2 separate regions of the Gasterosteus aculeatus genome follow, and region 2 is linked to region 1. Evidence: chromatin contacts called from public Hi-C data. All regions are on one chromosome and are shown on one strand. The core of a region is the stretch at or near the end of the contact, and the rest is flanking DNA. Distances in the headings are between cores, read along the strand shown. Region 1 holds the start of pvrl2l (PVR cell adhesion molecule related 2 like). Region 2 overlaps pvrl2l (PVR cell adhesion molecule related 2 like).

The links. Hi-C and Micro-C count contacts between places; a contact is called where the count stands out from the background.
Region 2: a contact with region 1 is called in a Hi-C map of whole body, with 5 times the contacts expected there. The contact joins the enhancer-like site here to the promoter of pvrl2l in region 1. A contact is called at or near these places in 3 of 6 Hi-C or Micro-C datasets (skeletal muscle, tail fin and whole body).

What each region holds. Positions count from the first base shown.
Region 1 is chr10:2,580,765-2,583,291 of fGasAcu3.hap1.1, forward strand. pvrl2l (PVR cell adhesion molecule related 2 like) reads left to right here and starts at 1,268. Exons shown (of 10, transcript XM_040189452.2): 1 at 1,268-1,755. The coding sequence starts at 1,671.
Region 2 is chr10:2,789,204-2,791,730 of fGasAcu3.hap1.1, forward strand. All of the region lies in intron 6 of pvrl2l (PVR cell adhesion molecule related 2 like), which reads left to right. Among protein-coding and RNA genes, the nearest start is that of LOC144383502, 15 kb to the right of the region's middle. Within about 2 kb of position 1,263, at least 2 of the 9 cell types and tissues checked have open chromatin away from gene starts, as enhancers often do.

The sequences.
Region 1 (2,527 bases), core at 18-2,517:
ACTTCAAAGACGTTCTCCTTATCGTCCCCGGCAGAAGGGAGAACGAAGGGAGAACGAAGGGAGAACGTCCTCTCCGTGCGGCGGAGTGGGCTCTGTTTATTTACCTCCGACGCTCCCGCATTTGAAACATTTCTGTCTTTGAAAGAAAAACAAACCTCGGCGCATCGCTCTTTCTAAGCAGGGGACGACAAAGATGGCAGAATCCATCACGTGCGCACGTCTCTTGTACTTGTGTGTGCGTGTGTGTTTTGATGTAATAGATAAAACACACAAGTGAGTCAGGATTTAGATCTAAATCGAGATTAAGTGAATAATGTGTTTACACCCTTTTAGAGCACATCTCCGATCATATTGTGCAACTTTCAAACAACATCAACATGCAAATGCTTAAGGTTTTCATTAATATCCCTAGATTGTTATCATTTGCAGGTGACAGTTTATGGTCTCTTGGTTGTATCTTTTCTTCCTCGTTGTCCTGTAATATTGCCATGGCATCCTCCTCCTACGTTGCAGCTATTTTACCTCTACTGGACTCGTTTGACTGTATTAATGCTGAATTCTTCTTTTGAACGGTACAAACATCTCTTTGTTTTTGTTGCCAGTTACGTGTGCAGGCTAATTGTCTCTGCACAGAAGCAGTATTTCTCTTTGTGTTACCTCTCCTAAGGTTTCCTCCGCTCTCTCATTAACGAGGGGCTTCGTGGGCTTCTTAGAAAGCGCGTGCTGGGGGAGCTGTTGATGTGATGTGCCAGTGAAGCCCACTGAGGTCCCCACTCAAGGACACGCTGCCAACGTTTTATTCATATGCTTACATACAGGCGGATTCTCTTGGGAGACATCAACGTTGTTTTGAAAATACCATTAGAGGTTTCCGAGTTGCTAAGGCATCGAGACACTGCTTTGGGTGTTCATGAAAACAATTCCATCATTTCCATATAAAAGCGGTTGGAAAATGAAAGGATTCTAGTAAACATGTATAATATCCACCTTTGTAAAGTAGAGGAGTAAAAGAAATACGCACGTAAAGTAAATTGTACAGAAGTATAGAAGTTGAGTAAATGTGTAGCTTCACTCCACCAAATGATTCCCTTGTTCATTAAGATATCATCCAGTATTGTCTCTAATCAACGGAATGACGGATGACGGCACTAAAACACACAACGCCTGTGTGTTTGTTTGGGACCCCCACCCCCCCTCCACCCCCCCCCCCCCCCCCCGCATCTCTCTGTTGCGGCTCGCGTCCTCTTGGTGACGCTCTGCTGACATCACCGTGGTGCTCCGCGCTCAGCCGCCGCGCCGCGCCGCACATCCCGCTCCGTCCTCTGCGCGGCCAGACGCACCGTGACGCGCACCAACCAGCCGCGTAGCTTTACCTGTCCGGCCCCTTTCTTCTGCTTCTTCTTCTTCTTCTTCGTCCAGTGAAAGTCGGACGGAGGAAGTGAACGCGCTCCTGGTCGGAGAGAGACAGCGGACGGACACACCGGCAACGACAAGCCGCAACTTGCAGATTCCCGCCCCCGGCCCAGTCTGCGCTCCACTCCGCAAGTTTCTCGAGTCGATCCGAGAAGGAATAACCGAGCTCGCTCCGACACCCGCCAACTCCCCACGCCGCAGAAACAACGCGGCGCAGTGGTGGATATTAAGGTCCAGCTCGTGTTCCGCGCGGAAGAATGGCGAGAGATCACGCAGCGCGCCGCCCGGTCCCTCCGGGGAGGAACGCTTGGCTGGCGGCGGCGATCTTCCTCGCGGTCCAAGGTAAGGCAACTCCCCCCCCTGTCCTGCTGTCCCCCTGTCCCCCCTGTCCCCCTGTCCCCTCTGTGCCCGCTCTTCCACCTGCGTTGTGCGCGCGTAATGTACCGCACTTGTCTGTGACCTGTTGTAAAGAAACAGAAGGAACAAAAGTTGACCGCGTTTAAGCACTATGCCGGTGTGTGTGTGTGTGTGTGTGTGGGTGTGTGTGTGTGTGTGTGGGTGTGTGTGTGTGTGTGTGTGTGTGTGTGTGTGTGTGTGTGTGTGTGTTCTGGGGAGCGAGGTGTGGCCCTGCTGGCCTGGTGCCCCTTGTTGTTGTGGTCCTGATTCCTCACTGCTTCAGACTGTTCAGGGAAACAACTAATCCTCTCAACTAAACCTCTTTAACAACGCGGCTCACCTGTAATCTGTGTTTACCTGCGTGTGCGTTGGGGGGGGGGGGGGGGTTGATTACCGGGCATTACGGTAATGGCAGCAGTCGGTGCTGGTTTGTGGCCCCTCAGAGAGGCTGAGAGCCCTGAATAAATATCACCTCCGTGTCTGCAGCGCGGGGGGCAGTTATTACTAACGTCTCCCTGCATAACTCTCAGATCAACGATAGTCCTATTCCGCTATAAGACACATGGGTATGTTCACAAGTTAATTAAACACTTGATATATTTTCCCCAAGAAGGACATGATGTTGAATTAAGATTCAGCCTCAGTCCCAACAAAAAGCTCTGCGTTCTTCCCCTCGAACCACTTTAAATCCGACAAACTCCCCATGAAGGGAACTTTG
Region 2 (2,527 bases), core at 13-2,512, 210 kb after region 1:
GATTTAACAATATCAATGTTTGATAATTCACATATATATATATTCCAACAACTCCAGCGCCGACTCGCTGATGAAGAAATTGAGCTGCATTTCAAATAAAGATTGACTGTAAAAGATGGAGTTGAATGGAGGAGAAGGGGGAGCTGGGATACGGATGTGTGGAGCACAGGCAGGAAGGGACAGTGGGCGGGTTCACTTATCGCTACACTCATCACTTCCACAGCATGTGGATGGTTGGAAACATTAACCAAGAAACTAGAGTAGAAGCAAAGTTTTTGAAGGTATCATTCCAGCTGGCAGGGAACATAATAATAACTTAATGGGCGAAACGTTTGCCAAAGCCGTGGATTTTCATCAGCTAGTGGTCTGAATGTTCTCCTCCACTAAAGCCAAAAGTAGAATTTATGGATGGGACACTTCTGCTAAACCTCCGGTTACGTTCAGTTAGAACATTTTCTTACATTTAATTCTAACATTTTCACTTCTAAAATAGCTGCACACGGCAACTACAGTGAGATTACGTTTGGGGAGACGATGGCAGTTGAGACCGATTATACAATATTCATAGGTTTGGTAAAGATTGTCAAACAGCGCCCTGTTTAAAGTCTTGTGAGGCTTCAGAATTCCGGTTTTCAGATGGAGCGCTGAGGCTCATGTGGCCATCGGCGTCTTGAGTGGCAAAGGAGCCTCGCTTCCTTTGTTTACTGTGCTCACATCTGTGGTCCTCTCGCGCAAACTCCAGCTACCAGCGTCATCATCCCTCACTACTTCTCAGAGCACGCCATCTCATTCCCTCGGAAACCTGTTGGCAACAGCTCTTGTTTTTCAGTGCTCTTTCAAACGCTTTATTAATAATGAACATCAGGCAAAATCAGGCAACTTTTGCTACTCGTTGTTTACTGATGCCGACGGGTATTTTCCCATAGCTATATTTGGTCAAGTGTTCTCTGGCCTTTCCGTGGATGCGCTCATGAACACAGGTGGATGGAAACCTCCACCCAAAGCGTGGTACCTCCCCTTGGGAGTGTATGAGGACAGTGGCCGGTGCTTCCTGCCTGTTCAGGGATGTAATGAGTAAGAAAGGTGCAAGTAATCCATCTTTTCTTCTTCTACTATCCTTGGGTGCTCTCCACTACCCTCCACCCCCACCCTGACCAATCGGTTGCCTGTCCTCCGCCCTCATCTTCCATAGCCAACCCCCTTCACTCCCACGCACACATCCAGCTTGCCTCCCGTGAAGGCCGCACGTCGCCGGTGGAAGCGTCCCGTTGACATGCATCTTGTGTGCTTGTGCCCCGCCTCCCATCTGTCTCTCACCGCCTTCACCCCTCCTCCCTCCCCTCCTTCTTTCCTACCTCATCCTCTACTGCATCTGGATATTTGTCCCCTCTCTCCTTTGTTTTCAAGTTTTCTTTAAGCTTTCCTTTCCTCATCTCTCTCTCCCTCCTAGAGGTCCGTTAAAGCTTGGACCAGAACCCCACCTGCTGGCGAGATGGAGGAGGAAACACACCCAGTCTTTTGTTATGATGAAAGACGTAGTTTCAGCTTCTCTGACTCATGACTCGTTGCAACTAGCTATGCATGTTGTTACATTTATTTTCGGCAACCCCAAATTACAATGAAGGTTGATTGAAATTAGTTTGGGAAGTGATCAAAATTGTGTTGTGTATGTTTTGTTTCTCGTGATCTGTAAGCTGTGGGTTATTTGACCAAAGGATAAGCAGCAGCAGTAAGGATAAGGAGGACGTCACTTCTGCTTGCTTGATTTTTTTTAATATATTCAATTTCATTCTGATGTGTTTCACGAGCTGCAGTACAAGGGAAGACTCAACACCGCAAAGAACATTGCAGTGCAAAGACTGATTCATCCCCAGTGAAGAATCATACGCGCGTCAGCTAAAATGCACTACGTAGTGAAACCAAACGAGTGCAAATCACGGGGGCAGTTATCCTTTTATCATCTCTGTATCAAACGTGACAGCGTTTACTTCGCCACCGGTGATGAAATATGATTTTCCCAACAAAGAGGACCCAAACAACCTGTGGAAAAATTCCACCCTACCTTTGTTGCTGCCGCCAAAATCCCCGCTGCAGCCGGTGATTGTGCTCAAGCATTCGTGGTGGTGGCTGCTGTTGTGTGCAGCTGCTGTCAGCCTTGTTTGAAATAAAAAAAGCACTGCTTGTAATAAGATGCTTTTACAGTCGAGTTAGAGGCCTCGCAAGCCGTCAGCGAATCACAAATTGGCTCTTAATTGAAAGGAGAGGTCGAGGTCGGCGTGACACGCAGCTGATGAAGCTGCACACCAAAGAACGGCGGCGTTAGTGAGCGTTCGGGACCCAACGGGCGGCTTTTAGCTGAGCATTATTCTGAATGCTGAGTAGAAACTATTGATTACCTGCGTATCATCGCAGCTGTGATTACTCATGACGCTTACACATATTCCATTAGACGCCAACTCGCTGCTGCGTGCGTGGCGTTTTTGTTGCTCGGCTACGGACGGTATCAGCGCCGATTAGTGATTCCAAT